Regions from separate parts of the Mus musculus genome. Here all the other regions are linked to region 1. The links are chromatin contacts, called in public HiChIP or PLAC-seq and promoter capture Hi-C maps. All regions are on one chromosome and are shown on one strand. The core of a region is the stretch at or near the end of the contact, and the rest is flanking DNA. Distances in the headings are between cores, read along the strand shown. Region 1 holds the start of Lin37 (lin-37 homolog (C. elegans)). Region 2 holds the start of Supt5 (suppressor of Ty 5, DSIF elongation factor subunit). Region 3 holds the start of Samd4b (sterile alpha motif domain containing 4B).

Region 1 (3,863 bases), core at 862-3,361:
ATCTTTGTCTATGCAAGATGGTTAGGACTCAGCAGAGAGAAAAGCTACCTAACCCAAACTCTCAGGTCTAAATCCCATCAAAGTCCCTTACTTGTTGTGCGTATCCAAGGGGGTTTTCCCAGCTTCTTCATCCAGGCGTTCCCTGGGAACAAAAAAAACACTACTGGCTTAGGGTACCAAGGACCCAGAGTGTGATGCTATTAATTAGTCTTCCCATGAAACATCCCATGGGGCACTTTTCACCCTAGGCAGCCCCTCCAGCCTCCCATCCACATCCCCCCTCCAACAATCAGAGTCAGTCCAAACAGCTCCCACCCTGTGGTTCCCCAGGCTGGACCAGGTTCCAACCTGTCCATGTGACTCTTCTCCAGCAGACACTGAAGAACGGCATCCAGCTGGTTCCGGGCTTTGGCCATCTCCATCTCTGAGGGTAGAAGGTAGGAATCAGCTCTGTGTGCGCCTCCCACATTCGCCGTGGGAGGCGATCCTACGTCCTGTCTGGTCCAGTTACTTGGAAAGCAGCTTTAGTGCCACTCAGTGGAGAGACCAACTAAAGACAGAACCAGGGTGACAGAGCCTTAGGCGGGGCCAAGGGCACAGCTGCTACCACTGCTCTTTCTCTCCAACACCTACTCAGGAATCTAGGATCTGGACACCTTCCATGGACAGCCCTTAGGGTATTCCCACTGAGGTCTCCTCGAAACCCACTCCACTCCCTGGATTCTCCCATGAGGCGTGACTAGCTGGCCCACAGGCTCCTGACTCGCTGTGGGCACTCCTTTCCCAGCCCCAGTCTCAGCTCACTTGGCTTGTGGGAGTCTGTCAATATATCCCCTCCCTACCTCGCCTTTTCCTCCCACCCAGCGCCTAGCCTCTGTCATCTTTTCTGATCCACCTCCTTTTATAATGCAGACAAAAGAACCTTCCTAAAAGAAAGCCAAGCCTACTGGGCATAATAGCATATGTCTGCTATCCCAGCACTCTGGAGGCTGAGGTAGGAGGATCAAGAGTTTCAAGGTCAGCCTCAGCAATGAAAGATCCTCTCTCAAACAATAAGCAAAAGAAAGAAAAAATACAAAGACAGACAGACAACACAACGTGGCTTTGATCTTCTCCAGCACAGAACCCTCAAGGAGTCTTCAATCCTGACTCCAGAAAATGGGGTCTGTACTCAGTCTGGCGTTTCCAAACCCACCCTTGTCCTACCTGCATAGTTGTAGTGAGGCTCCCTCCACTATATATATTTCTCTCCTCCCACCCCCAGTTCTTCACTATATAGCCTTGGGTTGGCATGTTGTTTGCTAAGTAGGTCAAACTGGCCTTGACTTCAGAGATCCGTTTGTCTCTGTTCTCCATGCCCTGGGAATAAAGGCAGCTGCCAACACGAACAGCCCTCTCTCCACTCACTGCATCTCTGAGGATGTCCACTCAAGCTTTGTTGTTGTTGTTTGTTTGTTTTTTTGCACTTTGGGGTGTACCTTTACCAACTCACTCCTTCTTCAAAAACCTCCCTAGACTACCCACTTCCCTCAAAGGAAAAGTCGAAAGTCCCTTCCCAGAACCCACAGATCTGTCCTCCTCCCCTCCCATCTCTCTGCCTCCGTTTCCTCACGGCTGCAGTCGCCCTAGCTGCTCTGCTGCCCGCTTCCTTCCTACACCCTGCCACTCCTCCCACCTTGTCTATTTATCACCCTACACCCTAGCGTTATTGGAATGCACAGCCAGTGAGGATTGATTCAGGGACACTCCACAATTGATGACTCATGCCCACTGTCAGAAATGGGGAAAGTGAGGTAGAAAAAGAAAAGGACCCTTTTTAGAGGATCCTGTCATATGGGCTGCAGAGAGATGTCGCGTACTCCGCTTTTTCACTATTAACATATCTCTCCTGGATCCCCAGTCCTCACCTGATTTCTCCACTTTCACCTTTACCGGGAACATGATTTGGGTGCAGGTCTAATGCGCTGGATCAGAAAAACTTGGAGGAGGTGTGGTTCAAAAGCTAGGCGGAAGGCGGGCAGGGAAAGGTCAAAGGTAAGTCTGGGCACCACTGGTCCTCGGGCCTGAGCACTGTCCAGCCGCGACTGCCTTGGCGGCCACTTCCCTTCTTCCCCTTCTGTAGGCGGGACCCTTTGGCAACTGCTTTTTCCCACTAGTTGATGAAAACGTCAATTTCATTTGCTGGCCAATTGACAGCCTGTACTATTGGCTCCCAGCCTTAGGCTCCACCTTCCCGAGGCCCTGTATCCGGAAACAAACCAACGACAAGCCAGGCACCTGGGGGGCGGAGGTGGGGGTTGTGATTCAAACTTCCGAGGCTCAAGACGGAGGTAATGCGCCTGCGCCGCAAGGAGCACTATGGGAAGCAAAGACTCAGACATCCCAAGGCTTTTCGGGATTTGTAGTGTTATATTTTAGTATTGCCACTAAACCTATTTCCAGCTCCTAAGTAACTATCATAGTCACTGACATCCTTCACAGGAAGATCATTCTGGAGACGGACTGGATCCTTTCTGACAGAGAGCTCGCTAGGTGTATTTCTCAGCTAACTCTCTTTCATTTAAATACTAAAAGCGCTGGGTACTCATCCACATAGTGAGGACGCTTTAACGAGCAAAACAGGCAAAAATCCTTGCTGAGAATGTGTCTTATCGTGTAGAGGATAGACGATAGTCAATAAACAAGCCAAAAATTCTAAGTGAAATGTAATGGGAACACACAAATATGTAAAAATACTCAATAGGGAACATCAAAGTGGGGACTGAGACTTTATCATTATTTATTTATTGCCTCACTCTGGCTCAGTCTAGCCTGAAGCTCATTATGTATGTGACCCAAGCTGTCTCTGAACTCCCGGAAGGCCTCCTGCCTCAGCCTCCCCAGTGTGTGATTAACACAACAACCTGTTGGGTATATGCTTTTCTTAACTTATTGGGGGGTGGGGCACACCTGTAGCAGTCAGATCACTTACAGGATTTGAGGATCAAACGCAGGTCATGACTGGCAGCAAGTGTCCCTACCATTGAGTTATCTCACTAGACTCTTTGCTGAAATTATGTTGACACAGGGTATCACTACAAACCCCAGCTGGCCTGGAAGTCACAGAAATCCACCATGCCTCTGCTTCCCAAGTGCTGTGGTTTCAGACATAAGCCACCAAAATCATGAAATATTTATTTATTTATTTTTGAGACAGGGTTTCTCTGTGTAGCCCTGGCTGTCCTGGAACTCACTTTGTAGACCAGGCTGGCCTCGAACTCAGAAATCTGCCTGCCTCTGCCTCCCAAGTGCTGGGATAAAAGACGTGCACCACCACTGACTGGCCATGAAATTTTAAATGAGAAGATCAAGATGCCAGAGAAAGGGCTTGCTCACTTGTTGAGCGCAGTAGTTAAGGGGATTCACATGGTGTCTAACAACCATGTATAATTGCAGTTCTAGAGGATGCTGATGTCCTCTTCTGGTTCCCATGGGCACTACATAAAAGTACACACACACACACACACAAAACTAAATCAAGAATAAAGAATAGGCTGGGTGGTGGCGGCGCACGCCTTTAATCCCAGCACTCGGGAGGCAGAGGCAGGTGGATTTCTGAGTTCGAGGCCAGCCTGGTCTACAGAGTGAGTTCCAGGATGGCGAGGGCTACACAGAGAAACCCTGTCTCGAAAAACCAAAAAAAAAAAAAAAAAAACAAACAAAACAACAACAACAAGAATAAAGAATAGGAAAGTCAAGGAAGCTGTCCTAAGGAAGCTCCTGGATAAGACACCTCCCTTAGAGGGAGAAATGTGAATTCTTCCTTGGCAGAGACTACCAAAGCCTAGAACAAGAAAGTGATTTTCTTGCTTGGTTTGTCAGGC
Region 2 (3,863 bases), core at 645-3,144, 2.2 Mb before region 1:
AACTCTAGCCCAAAAACTACACAGAGAGAGAGAGAGAGAGAGAGAGACTAGACTCTCTCTAAATGCTCAATTAAATAAAGCATAGCTCAGTGGCAGAGTTCATACTTAATGTGTACAGAGCCCTGAGTTCTATCCCCATAATTAAAAGAAGGGGGAAGGGTCAGGCATGGTGGGACACATCTTTAGTCCCAGCATTTGGCAGGCAAAGGCAGGTAGATCTTTATGCGTTTGCCAGCCTGGTCTACATAGCTAGTTTTAGGCCAACTAAGGTTACACATAGTGAGATCCTATCTCAAAAAGAGAAAGAAAAAGAAGGAAAGAAAGAAAGAAAGAAAGAAAGAAAGAAAGACAGACAACCACATGATTTACCCCCTCTCTTCCGGTAAGTTCCCATTCAAATGTCACTCTGACTTATTCTGATGGCTTCAAAGTGCAGCTAGGACCCTCTACTCCCTTTTTGTGCTTGGATTTTTCACCAGAGTACTAGAAAGAGTTATCTCAGGCCACGTATCCTTAATTCACAGCTTGAGACAAGATGTGATGAGATTTCCTATTTTAGGCTGTCCGTGCTGTCATCTCAGGAATCTCATCACTTGGGAGGTAAAGGAAAAACAAAGGCAGCTCTCAGGAGGCAGAGGCAAGCAGATCTGAGTTCAAGGCCAGCCTGATCTACAGAGTGAGTTCCAGGACAGCCAGGGCTACACAGAGAAACCCTGTCTCGAAAAACCAAAAAAGAAAAAAAGAAAAGAAAACAAAACAAAACAAATAAAATCCAAAGTATACATATTTCAGATCTTGGAGGATTTTTGGATTATTTGCACATACACAATAAGGTACCTTGGAACGGGACAATACATGAAATTCATATATCTTTCATATATACTGTGCACAGTCATTTAACACAGTATTTTTAGTGCACTAGTGTTGACTTTGACCTGTCATATGTGGAATTTTCCATTCGTAGCATCGACAGAAGACTAGAAAAGTTACAAAATCATCTGGATTTTCACACTAGGATGCTGAACCTGGGAGTCTCTCATATTTACTGGCTATATTTATTCACAGTAGCAAATTCACATTCACCCATCAGTTGTCGATTTACATTTTAAAATCTGTTAGCAGGAGCCCAAGGACAAAGACTTGTACAGGCTGGCACACAGTAGGCAATACATACACACTTCTGGAACAACTGGGGATACCTAAAAACACAAACACGAAAGAATCCTAAGAGCTGGGGCTGTCCACCTAGCAGGGCCCTGAACTCAATCCTAGCATCGCAAGTGATAAAAAGTAAACCGAAAGAAACAAATCAGATGAAAGCCAACCGTGGACCTGGCGCACCCCCACCTTCTGGACGCTGCCCCTGCGCTCCACGCTGACTTGCACACTCGTCCATCTCTCCCGACAATCTGGAACCACCCTCCCCCCCAGCCGTTCCGAGTCCCCGGCTCCCCCAGGGCCCTCTCTGCCCTGCCCCTGTCCCTGTCCCCAGGCGCAACGTCTCCCCTAAGAATCCCAGGCACCGACCTCGGCCTCCTCCGCCTCGCTGCTGCGCTCGCTGTCCTCCTCCTCGGAGAAGTTGCTGTCTTCGCTGTCCGACATCTTCCGCAGCTGCAGAGGAAGACCGCGGCCTCAGGGCGTCGCGGAACCAAAAGCGCCACCCCCAAGCCTCAGTTTCCCCGCAAGGTAAACCGGGGGAGAAAATCCCCAGGCGCACTTCCGGCAGCCTGGTTCAGGCGGTCGCGAACCCGCGTTGTTCGGGCTATGGCAGCTAGCACACCCGGCCCTGGCTGCGGCCGGCACACGTCCTGAACCTCCGCCAGCCCCGACCCCCGCTCCGGCCCCTGCCTGCCGTCCCACGCCCGCTCACCGATCGCTTGCCACCTGAAGCTTCCGCGCCAGCTGCGGATCACACAACGCCTAGCTGGCCTGAGCGCTCTCTCGCGAGAACTGGCGCGTCAGTCTCACCTAACGCGAGACTTTAGGGGCCTGCTCTGAGGGCGGCCTCTTGGAGCCGCCATCTCCGGAGTGGCCAAAGTGGTTTACGCGGACTGTACGGCCGCCATCTTGAGAAGGTCGAAAAGTAATCGGCTTCTCCTAACCCAGAGCTGAATCGGGTGAACTGTTGGCTCGTCCGTCCTCTAAACTTCCCTCGGAGGTGTCAGAGGTGACGGGACAGAGATTCGGCTTCACACCGCCACCCTCGGCATTCTGAGGAGTTCCCCTAGATTTTTAGGGACCTAGACTCAGGTTAAATCCGAATTCCTGGCGATGCTCAAAACAATCTCAAAACTTGTTAGTTTAGCGCGGCACAGTATTGTGTTATTAATGATCTGGTTTGTTTGTTTGTTTGTTTGTGTGATAAGGCCTTACTTTGTAGCCTGGCTAAATCTCAGACTCACAAAGATAAGCCCATGTCTGCCTCTGCCTCCCTGGTACTGAAATTAAAGGCGTGTGCCACCATGCTTACAATGAAAGACACTTTAATACGGATTTAAGACTGAAGGCGGGAGCTGGTGAGATGGCTCAGTGGTTAAAAGCGCCTACTGCTCTTCCGAAGGTCCTGAGTTCAAATCCCAGCATCCACATGGTGACTCACAACCATCCATGACGAAATCTGATGCCCTCTTCTGGAGTATCTGAGGACAGCTACTGTGTACTTACATATAATAAATAAATAAATAAATCTTAAAAAAAAAAAGAAGAAGAGGAAGAAGAAGAAGAAGAACTGAAGGTGGACAGGCGAGCCAGGAGTTATGCACAAAACCATCACATTTATTTAATTCCGGACAGCCAAGGTTACACAGTGAAACACTGTAACCAAAACAAAACAATAAAACCTAAACTGGAGAGTTGGCTCAACCGCCAAAGAACGCTGGCTGCTGTGGAGCTGTGGTCAATTTCCAGCAGCTCACAACCCGCTTTCACTCCAGTCTCAGGGGAGCTAATGCTCGCCCTCTTCAGGCCTCGGCTGACATTGAATATCCACAGACATAAAAATTCAAGACAAGCCGGGCGGTGGTGGCGCACGCCTTTAATCCCAGCACTGGGAAGGCAGAGGCAGGCGGATTTCTGAGTTCGAGGCCAGCCTGGTCTACAGAGTGAGTTCCAGGACAGCCAGAACTGCACAGAGAAACCCTGTCTCGAACCCCCCACACACAAAAAAAAATTCAAGACAGAAAGTTAATAAAAGCAGCATGCTTGAGCAATCTAGATGGCTCATCAGATAAAGTATCTTGCTGAGAAACCTGACGATCTGAGTTCTATCCCTGGAACCTATATGATAGAAGGAAGATAGCCAAAAAGTTTTCTTCTGACCTCTGCATCCATGCTATAGTTGGAATACATGCACCCACTCATGTATGTGTGTATACATGTGTGTATATGGGTATATATACAATACATACACACATATATAACATTACATATGCATATAATATATATACAATAAGTTTAAATTTTTTAAGTCACGTGCTTCAGCTAGATATGGTGGTACCTACCTTGTAATACTGGCACTTGGCAGACTGAGGTAGGAGAATCTGAAGTCCCAATGGATCTAGACTACAAAACAGGACCCTTTCTCAAAACAACCAAATGGGAGAGGAGGAAGAAACAGTAAATTCCACCAAACTACTGAAAAGCACAAATTAACTTCAAAAACCATGTATGCACAGTGAAAGCAAAAGACGGTGGGATCTGGCAGAGGGTGTGATCCCATCCATACAGAACTCCAGAGCAAGCAAAGCCTAGCTATTCATAGGGAAAGCAGAGGAGTGGGTGTCTGAGCGCATGAGATGAAATGGAAGTCTGTCAGTGTCTGCCCGGGTGGGAGCGTTCACTGTACCTGGAGCCTTTTACTGCGT
Region 3 (3,863 bases), core at 895-3,394, 2.1 Mb before region 1:
GAAGTGAGTCCTCAAAAAGTTTCTAAGTAGGTGTTGAGATCTTTCCACTTCTGAAAGGAGAGACCTATGGGGGTCATGTCTAAAAATAAAGGAAGGAAGGAAAGAAGGAAGATAGGTAGGTCAGTCAGCTGGTCTATTGAGAGAAGTCTTCAAGCACTAGGATTCCAGAAGTAGAGGAAGTTTGGGAAGGGAGAGTCTGAAGGATGCTGGGGCCCCTGCAGAAATAGTGGGGGAAGTAGGCTGAGTATCCAGAAGAGTTTATAATTTCAAAGGACTAAGAATGGAGGGATAAGAGAAAGCAAGAAGAGATTTAGCCTAACTGGGATTCATCTGACAGATTCCTGAAATAAGACTGGGGATGTCAGAGAAGAAAATTGAGGGTGGGTTTCCAGAAAGTGCTATAGATTACCGACACGGGGCTTGGGAGAAAAATCTCTAAAGAATGTCTTAGGAAGTGGTCTTCTGAGAAAGGTCCTGACAGAGGGATTTTTAAATACAGGGTAGGGTAGGCATTGGGGGGCTTTATGAGAAATCTCAAGTTTAAAAACAAACAACCCCCCCCAAAAAAAAACCCCAAGCATATAGGGCTGAGGGAAGAAGACTCCTAATGAAGACCTGAAAGCATTGGAGTAGGTTTTCCACAAAGAATTCTGGGTGTTCAGCTATACTGAAGAAAGATTAGGTAGGTATGCAAGGCTTTCTAAAGATGGTTCTAGAGAATTGGGGGTGGGGGAGATTCTGAGGAAGAGATAGCTAGAAAAGTCTTTTAATAAGAAAGTCTGAGAAAAAGAAAGAACTAAAGGCCATCTCAGGGTTACTAAGTTCTGTGATGCATGGGGGTCCTGAAAGCTGTAGCTTAGAGGGGTGTTTCAGTATTGTAAGGAAGAGTGTCAGAAAGTTTACCAAAGGCTAGAAAGGGAGTTTCAAATTTTCAGGTTATCCAAGAAAAGTTTGAGAAGAATAGAGGCTATGAGGAAACTTTTTTGGAGTCCGTACACTATTCTTAAAACATGTGGTGTGTGTTACTGGAAAGGATTTGGGATACAGAAGACAGGCTTTGGAAGAGGTTTTGGGAATATGAGAGGAACTCTGGAGATTTTCAAGATTAGAAGGTGTAGAGGCTGAGGAGAAAAGGGCTGGGGTACATGAGATTACCTCTAGAGCATTCCAAGCTGGGGAATATTTGTGTAACATGAGTTTGGAAATCTATAGAAGGGTCTAAGAAATATGAGAAGAGGACAGGGCGTATATAGGAGGTGGAAGCAAAGAGAGGAGAGGAGAGGGTCCTCTAGGTGAGTTTTGGCATCTAAGAGCACTTCCTGAGTATCTGAGGACGACTGTTCTGGGATATGCAAGCTCTTTAAGGATGATGTAGTGTTCACCAGGGACATCCTGAAGAATTTGGGGATAAGAGTGAAAATCTCTAAGACTTTTGGAATGGGGAGAGGTAGAAGGGTAAATTCTTGGGGGTATTTGAAGAAGTCTGAAGGAGAGATGACTTGAATATGTGATGCAGATGGGGGGGGGGTTAGATGCAGAGAGTATCTGGGGGCGGTTTAGGGGCTTTAAGGTTCTTCCTGGGGGAGATGCCTGGAATATCTGTGCTGTGAAGACAGATGACGAGTAGCCACCAAGGAATGTGTTGCGATTCAGGAGGAAGATGTGAGGAGAGAACCAAGGACCAAAGGGCGGGGATCCACAGGGAGCGTCCCCAGAGGAGGCAGTTGAAAGCTGAGGGTGGTCTCCGGGGAGGCCGCTGGAGTCGTGCGGGAGGACCAGGCAGATGTGTGCCGAGTCAGGACAGAAGTCCCCGGGCCCGGCCCCTCGGCTAGCCCCAGGGCGTGACGGTTTGGGAGGGAAACTGAGGAAGGGGCCCGGGTAGGGAGAAACGGGCTGAGTGCGGAACCCTAAGGGGTCCTCCAGGATCCTCCGGCCTCCCGAGGCCCGAGTCAGCCGCCCGCCGCAGCCCGCGGCGCGGGGTCCCTGAGGGGGCGGGGCCGGCCGCGCGGCCTGGGTCGCCCTGAGGGGAGCGCCGCGCGCCTCGACCGCCGCCGCCCCGCGCCCGCCGGCCCGGCCTTGCCCGAGACTCACCGCCTCGGCCTCCGCCGCCGCCGCCGCCACCCGCACCTCCTCGGGCAGCCGCCGCCACCCGCGCCGCTGCCGCCGCCGCCGCCGCCGCCGTCGCCCCCTCTCTGGCCCGAGAGCTCCCCTCCCTCCTCCCGCACCGACCACCGCCGCCGCCGCCGCCGCCGCCGTCGCGCTGCGTCACCGCGCCGTGCGTCACCGCCCCTGGCCCCGCCCCGGAGGGCCACTGTGCGCCAGCATTAGCTCACACCCTATTGACAGACGGTGAGCCCAGCCAACTGGCGGCGAGGGCAGACCGAAGGGTGGGAGGTGTGCGGCAAGAAAGGCGGGGTCTTGGCCTGGAGGGGAGCGACAGGGCTGGAAGGAGGCCTGAGAGGCCCGCCCCCTCCTCACTACGATTGGTCTGACGAGAAGGTGACGGACAGACGGACAGGCCCCGGGCGGAGAGCAGAGGGCCGGGAAGAGGAGGGGCGCGCGCCGCGTTGCCCCGGGCAACGGTCTGGCGAAGCCCGCGATTGGACCTACGGACCCGCAGGGGGCAGTCTCGCGCCGGTCTAACTCAGTAGCGGCGAACCCAGTCACAATTCCTCATTCTGGCGTTCAAGGACCCCCTCCTCTCCGCCCCTCGGTCACACCCCGCCCAGGGTTTGTGTCCGGTAGTACCATCGCCCTTTGGGATGACAATGCTGCCTCCTGGCTCCTGGTATCGATCGGCCGCGCCTCAAGTGACACCTCAAGATGAGCGAGGTCGACCCTTTAAGGGTGGAAAGAGATAAGACCCCACACATAAGAGGCTGTCAATAAATGGAGATTGCTTCCATCACTCTTGTCGTGATCTTAGTCCATCCACAAACTGTCCTGCGCTGGGGTGAACTGACTGGAAAGGGGCCGGCTCTCCAGAAGGGTGACAGCAACGTGGCTTGTTCCGAGAACTCCAAGAAATACAGTCAGGGTGGAGTGTCGAATTTACGACAGGGAGTGGTAGGAAATGAGCTGCGGCTAGATGTTTGGCCACTGGAGGGAGTATGCACTTGTGCTAAAGGCACAGCGACTAGAGTGACGGGGCCAGTAAGGTCTTGGGGACTTGGGAGTTTGGAAGGGACGCCTCTAGCTTACATAGGGAAGTGGGGTGAGAAGGAATGAGACACAGAAGAGAGAACCCAGGGAGCTACCTGGGGAGTTGGGGCGGGGTTGCATCTGGAAGGGACCTTGGGGAGGGAGGAGGTGCGAAGTAGGCGGGACACTCAGGTGGCCCATTGAACTAGCCTTTTGCCACTGGCTGGCCACAGGGCGGAAGAGAAAAGTCCAGGACAAAGCCCTCTGGGAGATTGGGTCCCAGAGGAGAAGCTCAATGTGGGACAGCCAACACTGAGGTCAAGACCATTGCCCCACCTCGGGCACAAATTGAGGCTGGAGACCAGGATTTAAGGATCATTAGAGATGGTAATTGAGGTTGTGGGAGTTTGTGACCAATCCCAAGGAGGGTATGAGGGGTGAATGGAGACAAGGCTCAGACGGAATTCTGAGAAATGAGGGCACATGAGTTGAGAAAAGAAATGAGTACTAGACCAACATTGTGAAGATGGCACAGGAAAGAGTTGACGGGAACTGGGCTTAGCGGCGCGTCCTATCCCAGCAGAGCATTTCTGTAGGCTTGAAGCTAGCCTGGTCTACATATTGAGACCCTGAACTCGGGAGGCAGAGGCAGGTGGCTCTCTGAGTTCAAGGCTAGTTTTGTCTACAGAGCGAGTTCCAGGACAGCCAGGGCTGCGCAGAGA

Evidence for each region. HiChIP or PLAC-seq counts read pairs in DNA pulled down with a chosen protein or histone mark. Capture Hi-C pulls out chosen DNA fragments and counts their contacts.
Region 2: an H3K4me3 HiChIP or PLAC-seq map of embryonic forebrain shows a contact between it and region 1, with 4 times the contacts expected there. The contact joins the promoter of Supt5 here to the promoter of Lin37 in region 1. A contact is called at or near these places in 4 of 39 promoter capture datasets (cranial neural crest, hippocampal neurons, liver and 1 more), 2 of 115 datasets of contacts at active chromatin or transcription factors (astrocytes and embryonic forebrain) and 2 of 9 other capture datasets (liver and pancreatic islet).
Region 3: a promoter capture Hi-C map of liver shows a contact between it and region 1, with 2.6 times the contacts expected there. The contact joins the promoter of Samd4b here to the promoter of Lin37 in region 1. A contact is called at or near these places in 2 of 39 promoter capture datasets (cranial neural crest and liver) and 2 of 9 other capture datasets (adipose tissue and liver).

The regions. Positions count from the first base shown.
Region 1 is chr7:30,557,535-30,561,397 of GRCm38.p6, forward strand. Lin37 (lin-37 homolog (C. elegans)) reads right to left here and starts at 2,112. Exons shown (of 9, transcript NM_029377.2): 1 at 1,908-2,112; 2 at 349-424; 3 at 92-142. The coding sequence starts at 1,941.
Region 2 is chr7:28,336,825-28,340,687 of GRCm38.p6, forward strand. It overlaps Supt5 (suppressor of Ty 5, DSIF elongation factor subunit), which reads right to left and starts at 1,895. Exons shown (of 30, transcript NM_013676.1): 1 at 1,871-1,895; 2 at 1,528-1,611. The coding sequence starts at 1,602.
Region 3 is chr7:28,434,047-28,437,909 of GRCm38.p6, forward strand. It overlaps Samd4b (sterile alpha motif domain containing 4B), which reads right to left and starts at 2,145. Exons shown (of 13, transcript NM_175021.3): 1 at 2,092-2,145. It also overlaps a transcript of Gmfg not described here.